2 separate regions of the Sus scrofa genome follow, and region 1 is linked to region 2. A link is a contact called in public HiChIP or PLAC-seq data. All regions are on one chromosome and are shown on one strand. The core of a region is the stretch at or near the end of the contact, and the rest is flanking DNA. Distances in the headings are between cores, read along the strand shown. Region 1 has its middle 61 kb from the start of MDH1. Region 2 overlaps UGP2 (UDP-glucose pyrophosphorylase 2).

Region 1 (6,114 bases), core at 3,031-5,530, 190 kb after region 2:
TTGCCGAACTTCTTTAGTTTTTGCTGGTCTATAATAGTTTTTATTTCTCTTTCAAGCCTGAATGAAAGCCTTGCTAGGTAGAATATTCTTGGTTGTAGCTTTTTCCCTTTCATCACTTTATTTATTTTTTTGTTTGTTTATTTTAGGACTGCACCCATGGCATATGGAGGTTACCAGGCTAGGGGTTGAACTGGAGCTGCAGCTGATGGCCTATGCCACAGCTATAGCAATGCCAGATCTGAGCCACGTCTGTGACCTACACCATAGCTCATGGCAATGCTGAATCCTTAACCCACTGAGCAAGGCCAGGGATTGAACCCACGTCCTCATGGCTACTAGTCAGATTTGTTTCTACTGAGCCACGATAGGAACTCCCCCTCTCATCACTTTAAACATATCATACTACTCCCTTCTGACCTGCAGAGTTTCTGATGAAAAGTCAGCTGATAGCCTTATGAGGGTTCTCCTGTATGTAACTTGTTGTATTTCCCTTGCTGCTTTTAAGATTCTCTGTTCATCTTTAATTATTGCTATTTTAATTATATTTTGCTTTGGTGTGTTCCTCTTTGGGTTGATCCTGTTTGGGACTCTTAGTAATTCCTGGATCTGAATGTCTGTTTCCTTTCCTGGGTTAGGGAAATTTTCAGCTATTATGTCTTCAAATATGTTCTCTTCCCTTTTTTCTCTTCTCCTTCTGGGACCCCTATAATGTAAATATTTGTATATTTGATATTGTCTCAGAACTCTCTTAAACTGTCCCCATTTTTGTTCTTTTGTATCTGTTTTGCTTTAGTGATTTCAACTACTCTGTCTTCCAGCTCACTGATCTGATGCTCTGTATCATCTAGCCTACTGTTGATTCCTTCTAGGGTATTTTTCATTTCAATTATTATATTTTTCATCTCTGTCTTATTCTTCCTTATATTTTCTAACTCTTCGTTAAAAAAATCTAACTTCTTACTCCGTTCATCTAGTTTTTTCCCATATTTCTTGAACATCTTTGTGGTCATCACCTTGAACTCTTTATCAGTTAAATTACCTATCTCTACTTCAGTTAATTCTTCTTCTGGGGTCTTATCTTGTTATTTTGTTTGGCACACATTTCTCTGTAGCCTTATTTTGCCTAGTTTGCTGTTCTTATTTCTGTGTATTTGGTAAGTTGCTTCTATTTCCCAACCTTGGAGATGTGGCCTTTTATAGTAGACCTCCTATGAGTTACAGCAGTACATTCCTCTCTGGTCACTAGAGCTATATGTTCTAGGGTTGCCCTTTATGTCAGCTTCATGGGCTCTTCTGTTTTGGTGGGCTGAATATTGTGAATGATCTGGTAGGCATGGCTAGACCCTAGTTAGATTGGTTGCCAGCGCTTGCTTTGTATGGAGGCTACCAGCCAGTGGTGGGCAGGGGTAAGTCATGAGGTAGCTGGCTACAGGGCTCAGGGAATTCCTAGGACTACTGCTGTCCTAGTGCTGGGTAAAGCTAGATTCTGAGATGGGTGGATTCTAGACTAGGGATCCTAGATCTAGGTTTGGCCTGCTGGTGAGCAGGGCCTGTTCCTGACACAACGGAATGAAGAATCTGACATGTCTCAAAGCTGCTACTAGCCCACTGGTGCATGATGCTTATTCCTGAGGCACTTGGCTTATGGGTCCAAGGTGTCTCAGAGCTGGCATAACCCTTCTTGCTGCTCTTAAAATGCTCCTTTGTCTTTTATTTTAGACAATTTTGTTATAATGTGTCTTGGAGAAGTTCTTTCATGGTTGAAATTTTGAGGTGGCCTATTACTTCATGAACCTGGATGTCCAAATCTTTCCTCAGGTTGGGAAGTTCTCAGTCATTATTTCTTTAAATAAGCTTTTGACCCCTTCTCCCTCTGCTCCTTCTTGGACTCCAGTAATATATGCATCATTTCTGATAGTGTTCTAAAAGTCCCATGGGTTTTTAAAATCCTTTTCATTAATTTTTTCCTTTTGCTCCTCTGATTATATAATTTCAATTGATCTGTTATCAAGGTCAGTGATTATTTCTTCTGCTTGATGAAGTTTGCTATTGAGGCTCTCAATAAATTCTTCAATATTGTTTATATTGTTATAGTCTTCAGCTCCAAAATTTGTTTGTCTTTTTTTCCTGTATCTTTGTTCAACTTCTTTTTTTGCTCTTGTGTTGTTTTCCTGATGTCCTTAAGTTGTATGTCTGTGTCCTTTTATAGCTTTATGAGCATTTTTGTAACAATTACTTTGAATTCTTTGTCAGGTAATTCATGTATCTCCATTTCTTTGGGGTCAGTTGCTGAATGTTTACTATGTTCCTTTGGTAGTGTTATGATTCCTTGATTCTTTTTGATCCATATAATCTTTTGTAGGTGTCTGCACATTTGAAGAAGCAGTCATTTCTTCCACTCTTTATGGGCTGACCAGTTAGGAAAAAACCTTCAACTGAGAGTGGGGGAACACTGGAGCATGGTGTAATGTGGTACAGAGTACAAGTGTGGGTATATATGTGACTCCAGTTCTGAGGAAGCATCATGGCTCTTTGGCTTAAGCTGCTGAAGATCACAGCATCAACATCTGTGTGGCCCTTGGCTAGTACTGTATAGGGGTCTGTAGCTGTTGGGGCTGTTGGGTTCCTCAGTAGCACCTCTAGGTCCAGATGCTAGGGATCAGGGTAGGCAGCAGTGGTACCTAGAGCTGGTGGTGTGCACACACTCACCTGTAGGAGCCAGCTGTAGGTGCCTATATGCTGGCAGGGGCCTAAAGCAGATACACACATGGTAGCAGGGCAGGGGCTGGGGCTCAGCAATCAGAAAGGGCCAGGACCAACTGTGAGTAAAGCTGGCAGCTCCCAGCTATTCATATACACTACTGTGTTTGCTGGGTCTTACCACAGGAACAGTGGAGGTCAATGTTGGGAGTCAGGTTGGGGTTTGCAGGTACACAGCTAAGAGGACCTAGCTGCAGATGAATCTCATGGTGCAGGCCAGTGACAGGAAACAGGGTGAGCATACACTTCTGGGACTGCAGGATCTTACCACAGGTGTGCACACATCAGCGGAGGCTGATGACGGGTGTTAGGCTGGCAGCATACAGATACACAACTAGAGGGGCTAGCCCTGAGTATGCACAACACTGATTGATAGGGCAAAGCTATGAGAGTCTAGGGTGGTTCTTGCACTCATGTAGCTGCAGAGGCCTGGACTGGCTGCCTGTGCAGGTCTTAGGCTTCAGCAGGGTTATGGGGAGGAAGTTGGAGAAGCCCCAAGTTCAGTGAGTTCAGCCCAGATTCTAAGAAATTCCCTGCCTGGGTGGTAGATGAATCAGGCTGAGGGAGGTGTAGGCAGATGGGCTAGGTGGGTCTTGGCAGAATCTCTTCCTTCAGGGTGTTTCCAGAAGACATGGAAAGTTCCTGAGCTCCCAGTGAGCTGAAGAAGTGATGAGAAAGCCAGAGGAGAAAATAAATTTGGAATGGGGTTCAAAAGACCAAGGCAGGTGAAGAACACTCTCATGTTGACAAAGGCTTGCACAAGAACAAGGTGCCCCCCCCTCAGGCCAAGGCCTCCTGATACACTCAGGATAAGTTAGATCTCACACACACCCTGGCAAGGATTGGGATAGGCCCAGATCTCAGAGTTCATTGAATGTTTATTACATTTTAGACCAAACTGAGTTAAAACCAAGAGGCATGATTGAGCGTTTTCTATGGTCAAGGGAAATGAGAATCCAAGAGCTAAACTGAATTTAGTTATAGTACTTTGTCCTATAAATTTTAAACCTCTGTAATATTCTTTATGGTATATTTTCATCATGTAAGGAATGGCCGCCCCATAGCTTTTCTTTTTCAGAAATTATTTGACTGCTGACTTTTCACTCTATCTGATAAACTCTGAATCACTTTGTCAAATTTCCCAAAAGCTTCTGGGAAGTTTCAGTTCTATATATAAACTTTATAGTAATCTGGGAAAAAAATAAAACAAAAAAATTTTAGCCTGGTATGATTGCCATCAAAGAGAAAGAAAAAATATAAAGTCAGTCACATTATTCCTTTTATCTATGAAGAGAAAACATTTTTTCTCAGTTGCTGGATTCAGACCAGCAATGGAATCCTGGGACTTTGATGTGGGTTTGGTTTCTGGAAACTGGTGCTGGAATTAGGAATAGGGCAGGGGTGGCCTGAGGCTTTGGGACATGAAACAAATAGAGAAGCAAGAATAGTATTCAGGGGAAAAGTCAGACCTGGGAACCCATTGAGACTCAGGCTTACATCCAACAGGAACTATGTAGAAAACGGAACTGTGTAGAAAATTAGAAAGTGGAACAAGATGAATTCATGAGGACAATGAGGAGGAGGTTTGGTAAGCTCACCTCAAATGGGAAAGAAGCTGAGTCCCAGGCCCTTGTGGAGCTCCTATAAGAGGTACAGATATGTGGTGGAAAGTGCTCCCTCATCCTCACAGCACATTCAGTATTGAGCAATGGGTTTGGATAGGCTACAGTGAAGGAGTAAGGATCGTGGAGACATATTCTTCTGATGTCCTGTTATGAGAGCCTTTTGTCGAGAGCATCGCTGACCAGCAGCCTCCAGCAGCTCCCATTCAGTGACTGGGCACCGTGGGGGTGCCCAGGTCAGGCCCTGCTTACCCAGTGGGGGATTCCTTTGATGGACAACTTTGACTCTGGAACTCCCCATCAACCTGGCCAAAACATGCTCAGAACTGCCCTGTATTTGAGGGTCTTTCTGCCCAAACTTCCTTCCTTCCCTCTTTCCTTTCATGTATGTCAGGCCTATATTGTGTTGTGATGGCACTTCCTACCTTCTCCTGTTCCCTCCCACTCTATCCTTCACAGGCATTTCCCCAATAAATCTCTTGCACAGCTAATCCCATCTTGATCTCTGCTTAAAAACTTAGTATGGAACAACTGTCCAAGTGGATGTGATTCCTTAACATCTCTTCTCCATATTACCCTCCTGCCTGAACACACACATCCAAATACACATAGTCATACCTCAGTATCAGGGGTTCATCCCAGGACCCTCCACAATATAAAAATCCACGGATGCTCGGGTCCCTTATATAAGGTGGTGTAGCATTTACATATAACCCTGTGCATCCTTCCATGAACTTTAAATCTTTAAATCTCTAGATGATCTAAAATATCTGATATAATGTAAATGCCATGTAAATGGTTGTAAATGCAATATAAATACTATGTAAATAGTTGCCAGTACATAGTAAATTCAAGTTTTGCTTTTTGGAACTTTTTCAAATATTTTTGATCCAGGGTTGGTTGAATGTACAGATGCAGAACCCCCGGATACAGAAAGCCAACTGTATACATTTATCATACATTTATGTCCCAGGTGCTGTGCTAATTAATTCACATTCATTATCTTCATTCCTGCAGTTACCATATGAGGTAAATGCCATTATTAGTGATGTTTTAAATGAGAAAATAACTGTATACATTTATCATGCATTTATGTGCCAGGTACTGTGCTAATTAATTCACATTCATTATCTTCATTCCTGCAGTTACCATATGAGATAAATGCCATTACTGGTGATGTTATAAGATGAGAAAAATTGAAAAGACAAAGGCCAAACAACTCATGTAGTATGATACAACTGGACAGACATACCAGGTCAGATCTGACTCCATATGTGATGCTCGCACGCTTGTGCTCAGTGGCCTCTGGTGGCAACTGCAGGACCTATCAAGGGCACCAGTGAGAGATCTTAAAAGTTCTCATCACAAGAAAAAAAATAGTAACTGTTTGGCGACGGATGTTGACTAGACTATTGTCGTCATCACTTCACAATATATACATATCCTGAATCATTAAGTTGTATGCCTGAGACTAATATAATGTTTTATGTCAACAATACCTCAATTTAAAAAAAAAGAAAAAAAGATCACCAGGACATGTGTCTAACAGCTGAAAGACTCTCTCTAGTTCCTCCTGCCTTCCTTATGCTGTGATCTGCTCACCTGTTTCCATCCATTGCCTTCTGCCTGGCCTATTTGGATGGACCCTTAGCTGAAGTACCTGTGTACTTTTGATCTTGATTTGGTTCTATTCCTGGCTTCCTTGGTCTTTATTTTGTTTTATCTCTGGCCT
Region 2 (6,695 bases), core at 1,353-3,852:
CTTCTGAGTGCCTACGTGGGATTTTTTTTTTTAATTTTGCTTGTTATTTTCTTTACCATGAGCTACTGTAATTTATAATTTTTAAAAGTTTAATAACTGAAAGACATTTTTCACATATGGGGAAAAAAACACTCCTCACCAGGAACTATATTTAAGACTTTCTCATTAGGAAGAAATATGAGAGACTCAATCAGCTTAAGCCACCAGAGATGATACACAAATGAATCATATTGTTTGTGTCCCGATAAAACTTCACAAACACAAGCAGTGTTACAGCCTTCAGGCAGTACTTCCTGCTCAAAACACCCCCATTTTAAAATCATTAGATTATCTAAGATTACAGATACATAAGAGATAAATTATCTATGTACAATTATTCCATTCTATCAAGTCTTTTCTACCTGCAGTGAAAAGTGCCTGTAAGCAGCAGAGGTCAAAACTGCTAACAGAAAAGAAAGGTCACTGTGTTAACAAAACCTGTCCCTGAACCTGTCACTTCATTTAGATCAATCACTCAACCTGGGACACAGGGTCTCCTGGCCTCAATGACAACATATGTATGAAGCCAGCACATGCATACAAACAAGTACTGCTAGGCCAGAGAAGTACCACATAACATGATAGAAATAACCACAAACATCTTTTTCCTTTTTTCAGGGCCACATCCACGGCATATGGAAGTTCCCAGGCTAAGGGTCAAATCAGAGCTGCAGCTGCCGTCCTACCCCACAGCCACAGCCACGCCAGATTCGAGTCACATCTGTGACCTACACCACAGCTCACAGCAATGCCAGATCCCAGACCCACTGAGCGAGTACAGGAATCTAATCCACATCCTAATGGATGCTAGTCGGATTGGTTTCTGCTGTGCCACAGCGGGAACTCGGTTTCCCTGTGTTTCTTAATAGTCTAACAACTCTGTCAAGTACAAAAAGCACTTGGTATTATTCTCATTTTACACAAAGCTCAAAAGTTGCAGAGCTAGGATTTGAACTTCTGCTACTACTGCACAACACCTCTTTAGTGCCACTTTCTGCTAGAGGCTGATGACAGAAGTAGAGACATTTGGCCTGAGCCTCAAAGAATGAGCAGGATTCTGATAGGAGAAGCCACCAAAGCATTCCAAGGGAACAACATATACAGAAGTCTAGAAGCAGGGAAATACTTTCTGTGTGATGGGAACGCTGGGTTGTTCAAGTGAGACAGGCAAGAGAGGTACAGCTAGAAAGATGGGTTGAATGCGTGGCGTGAGCTTTAAGTCTGTATATGACCTTACAGGCAATGAGAAATCAGATGGTCTGGAGATAGAAGGAAGAAAAGAACATAATGAAGCTCTTACCATGTGTTTGAGCAAAATAAGTGCCTCATATTCAAGATGTTAAGTTATAAGATGAGATGTTCATTAAGTCCTCTGCAGGACTGGATAGATGAGTCTAACAGAAGGGAAAGCAGTAGAAGACTATCTCTGTGCATTCACTCTGTAAAGTGATGGCTCCTATGGGTATCTTACATAGGTTACGATAGTAACCCCAAAGTTAAACCAGTGCCCAAAATTACCTTAAATTTTCCTACATTTTATCCAAAACTTACCGAATCTTCTGGAGGTCTCTGGATTTTTCCCCAGTCCACAGAAGGTCCCTTTTCTTGCAAGAATCTATGAAATAGCTTCCGAAATCCATCAAGGTCTTTTTTAGTGTGCTATGAGAATAGACATCATTGTTAGGACTAGCAGAATGCTTACTATTTAATAAAAACAGACAAATTGCACATTTAAAATAAGTTTCAGTGAAACTCTTATACTTTTAGAACATAAAGTAGAGCAGACTTTTTTTTTACAACCCAAATTAAAACTAAAGAGGAAAAAAAGCTAATAGTAACCACACTTAAAGGAATGTAAGCAATCTCCTCATCTCCTACCAGTAACATGAAATCTCATAATTTGTTTCATGGGAATTCCAACTGGTTCTCCACATTTACTCGCCAATAAACTCTCTACTTCTTGTAAGTGAAAATTAATTTTCACAAAAAGAAAAAGAAAAAAGCAAAAAAAACCCCCAGCTAACCTCAAAACATTATGTACAAATTGAAATTTGAAAATTAAAAGGATAATCCACTGATTTGTAAGTGGGAAAGTAAACATCTGCCTATTCAGGGAAACCTCTATCAAAGCTGTCAGAGTAGCACAGTTCTGTTGGAATTGGCTCTATGGAAAAGGCATGCAGTTGATAAATTAACTTCTCACAATTTTAACTGAACATTGGTATCCATTTCTCCACCTAATATCAAAACACAGAATAAATTGTAATTTTATTCTGATTCTTTTAGACTTTAGAAACTTCCTAGAATTTAAAAAATAAAGACAATGGTTTTAAAATGGGCAAATGTTGAAAATAATTATTAAGCAATCATAATTTCTAAAATATATCATTACATGTTATGCTTATTTAGAACTGGATGAGTAGTAGCACCATTAGCAACTCAATATGTAGACAGATCAAAGCTAAAAAGAAAAAAGGAAAAAACAGTGTGGGGTTCTTACCTCAAACTCATGTGATGGTGCCGTGGTAAGTATCTTTTCTAGTTCCTTCTTCACAGATAATTCTAGCTCCTGCCGAATGACTTCTTGGAACTGAGAAGCGCCATCTTGAGACATTGCTTTGCTGAGATCTTAAAATAAAAATATAAAACCACAAACTGAAAACTTGGACAGCCATTCACAGCTGATAAACCACAAGTGATTTACTTGCAGTGTGCCAACAAATGAAAAGGTCTTAATCCTCTGGTCCCATCAACCTCCAAGAGAATTTCAGCATTGTTGTCAACTAGTTAGGATTAGAAAATCCTAAGGGCTCAAATTTGACTGTTACATCTATATGCTTTACTAGTGTATCTAAAATACTAAACAATTTTGGAGAGTTGAGGCAGGTGGAAGCAAAAGGATTAATTTAATCTTCATTTGAGCACAGAGTTTCATCTCTACTGTTTCCCTCCTAGCCATCAAATCTGGAGAAAAATGAGAACAACTGAAATAATGTTCCTAAGGGCATATTTTATGGAACACATCCTTAAGGAATTGCTGCCTCATAAGAGAACTAAAGGAGTTTGGCAACCAAAGCAAATGATGACTCCTTTCTCCAGGCCAGATGAAAATTTAAGCAATCCTCTCCATTTTATTAAAAAAAATTTTTTTAAATTTTTCTTTTTTATAGCTGCACCTATGGCATATGGAAGTTCCCAGGCTAGATAGAGGTCGAATCAGTAATATAGCTGCTGGCCTACACCACAGCCATAGCAACACCAGATCCAAGCTGCAGCCTGTGACAATGCCGGATCCTTAACCCACTGAGTGAGGCTTTGCATCCTCATGATCACTATGGCAGGTTCTTAACCCACTAAGCCACAGTGGTAACTCCTCCTTCCACTTTCGAAGGAAAGCCACTCCAGTTCATATTCCTCACTAAAAAAGAACCCATTGAGAGATAACTGGCAAATCCAAAGTACCCCTACTTCCCTGGCATCGAAATTTTTATTCTAAAAGGAGAAGGGCACAGGGCTACCTCCCTGCTTCTTCAATTTCAGCCAAAATTTTTCAATGCTTATCTGTGTTGGAAAGACTATCAAGACTTTGGGCATAGCTGGGCACCTCTGTCATAGATGGATCTCACTAAAGGTGACAGAAATGTCTGTTGGATGAAAATAAACAAAAACAAAGTACAGAAAAAGAAAACATCCCAGGCCCAAGTACCTTAGAAGAAAAACGTCAACACAAATAGTTTTATATACTTTATTATCTAGACAGAAATTATCCCATCTACTTTTTTGGGGTTTTTTTGTTTGTTTGTTTTTGCTTTTTAGGGCCACACCTGTGGCATATGGAGGTTCTCAGGCTAAGGGTCCAATCAGAGCTACAGCTGCCAGCCACAGCCACACAGGATCTGAGCCGCATCTGCAACCTACACCACAGCTCACGGCAATGCCGGATCCTTAACCCACTGAGTGAGGCCAGGGATGAAACCCGCAACCTCATGATTACTAGTCGGATTTGTTTTCACTGTGCCACAACGGGAACTCCCCATCTACATCTCATAAAATAATGACCAGTCAAATTTTGTACACCCCCCCTTTATCCTCAATACCTAATTCAATCTTATTTTATAAATGTTTGAACATAAGCTTCAAAAATACATTTAACTTGATAGCTAATTAGTTCTACAAATGTTGGCTAATTTAGCAAAATCATATTTCAGCATAGCTAAAAATACTATAAATTCGTTCATGTGTTATCTGGTAAGATGGAAACATATAGACAGAATTTAAAGTAACATAACCAATATTTTTTAAGATATTTTTGAGCAGAAATTAGTAAATTACTATTAAAAATTAATAAATACATAACTCCCAAGGCAATTTATTTAATGTAGACGGCCTCTCCAAAATATCTAAAAATGTTAACAAATGAGCTATTTCACATAACTCTTCAAAAAAAAGTTTATGCACAGTTTCTATCATACTAAAATCCAAGAGAAAAAAAAAAAACAAGGGAATTTGGTGAAAGCAACAATCTAATCCTAAAATAGTGTTTTCTGTGTTCATTTTAAAGGCTAAGTTTATAGACTCCAGTAAAACTACTAAAATGACCCAAACTATGGTTCATAAATAACTTTTCTGTAGACTAGGAAACACTGAACGAAACACAAATGTGTATGTTTCATAAACAACCTAAAGATATGTTGCAACCAATAAGTAGAAATTTGATTATAATCTGCAAAGAAGGAAGATACTGGATGAGTATGTTGGCATAACTGTAATAGGTAATTAAAAAAACTCCTGAAGAACATTTTAAACTAGAGTTAATGTGACATCAACCATACATGCCATCCCTCAACTGACTTAGTTGCAATTTAAAATTTGTCACAGGTTAAGTCCCATCCTGCTGCCCCATGTATACCTAGAATCTCTCTACCCCAAAGCTTGACACCAACTCCCATATTAATGTTTAGGGAATAATTTGGAAGAAAAATCTACTACATATAAAACCTCTAAAGAACACATGAATCATGTGATTCCCCGTCATAGACTGATTAAAATAGATCAATAAGCAACTATACAATGATCTTTAAAATAAGTATTTTGTTAAGACTCGAAAACATCTACAAGACATGCTGCTTTGTTGTTGAAGTGAGATCCTGAAGGCCAGCATGCACAATAACATTCCTACACAATAGTGATGGAAACATTTAACTTACTTATACTCTGGGGAAATGCCAAAAGAAAGATAAAACTAAATGTAACTACAGGAGTTCCCATTGTGGCACAGCAGAAACAAATCCAACTAGTATCTATGAGGTTGTGGGTTCGATCCCTAACCTGGCTCAGTGGGTCAGGGATCCTGTGGTGTAGGTAGCAGAAGTGGCTTGGATCCCGAGTTGTTCTGGATGTAGTGTAGGCCGGCAGCTGCAGCTCTGATTTGACCCTTAGCTTGGGAACTTCCATATGCTGCAGGTGCAGCACTGAAAAACAAACAAACAAACAAAAAACAACCCAAAAACCCAAAACAACAAAACAAAACCCCTTAAATGTTAACTACAAAGTTTAAAAATAACCATAGTAGGAATTATTTTGTGGTGCAGCAGGTTAAGGATCCAACTTTGTCATTGCAGCAGCCCAGGCTGCTTCTGTGGCATGGGTTCAATCCCTGGCCTGGGAACTTCTACGTTGCCACAGGCATGGCCAAAAAAAAAAAAAAAAAGCCAAACAAAAAAACTATAGTGGCTGTTTAAGACATTCAAACAGTTCAAAAAAAACCTTACCAAACTTTATAGATTGCAGAAGAACAGCCTATTAATGTACACGGTTTAAGGTCAAAAAGCAAAGAACCCATGTTACTAACCTCCCTTTCTTTTCTTTCATTCCAAGCAAAGAAAAGATGACTAAAAGACTCACAATTAATACTACAAGTGCTCTTTGTCAGCTACAGCAAGTCCAATCTTCAGACACAGATTCAAACTTAAGTTGGGACAAATATCCCCAATCTTTATTCCTCCCTTTCTTTGACACAGCCCAGAATGCAAATGAAGAACAATTTGTATTCCTTCTACCCCTGTACAAATTTGAACAACTTTCCAACAAAATAAAGTTAAAACAAGTCTATTTATTATCTCTTCCACCCCATTCCACTATTGTTTCCTTCCCCCACTCCTGGGCAAAAAATGGTACTATGAAGCTGTGATTTAATGTGATTAATGAATAAGAAATAAAGACTTTTCAAGAATAAGGAAGTGTGATTAATCAAGAAGAGTGTCTATCTTAAGCACCTGGAACAAACTAGGAAGCACAGAGCTAGAAACCATTTCCCTTTGCAGTGACCTCCTTTACCCATTCAGAATTTTGAAGGAAAGGCCTGGAGTTTTTGGTAGGAAAAGAAATACAGAACTTAGAAGCCTTCTTGGACTTAGTATTCTCAGGTTACACTTCTGCACTGGAAGCTGTGTGAAGTGGAAGGTCAATTAAAGAATCCACTGAATAATATAAGATTTCTAACCTCCTAAGATGTTTCGTCCCCTTTATTTCCTAGCAATAGAGAATTGAACCCCTCCACTTTAGACAGAGGCTGTTTTAGGAAACAAACATTTCATCACCTCAGTCATAAATCGAATCATTTTTAGAGATGAGAGGGATAATTTAATCTACCCTCA

The links. HiChIP or PLAC-seq counts read pairs in DNA pulled down with a chosen protein or histone mark.
Region 1: an H3K27ac HiChIP or PLAC-seq map of alveolar macrophages shows a contact between it and region 2. The contact joins two enhancer-like sites. A contact is called at or near these places in 1 of 47 Hi-C or Micro-C datasets (liver) and 2 of 2 datasets of contacts at active chromatin or transcription factors (alveolar macrophages and skeletal muscle).

What each region holds. Positions count from the first base shown.
Region 1 is chr3:78,198,886-78,204,999 of Sscrofa11.1, forward strand. No RefSeq gene overlaps it. Among named protein-coding and RNA genes, the nearest start is that of MDH1, 61 kb to the right of the region's middle. Within about 2 kb of position 4,281, at least 1 of the 83 cell types and tissues checked has an H3K27ac peak or open chromatin away from gene starts, as enhancers often do. A contact at or near this core is called in alveolar macrophages, where this site is marked.
Region 2 is chr3:78,012,124-78,018,818 of Sscrofa11.1, forward strand. UGP2 (UDP-glucose pyrophosphorylase 2) reads right to left here. Exons shown (of 10, transcript NM_213980.1): 2 at 2,540-2,667; 3 at 1,591-1,698. Among named protein-coding and RNA genes, the nearest start is that of UGP2, 15 kb to the right of the region's middle. Within about 2 kb of position 2,603, at least 1 of the 83 cell types and tissues checked has an H3K27ac peak or open chromatin away from gene starts, as enhancers often do. A contact at or near this core is called in alveolar macrophages, where this site is marked.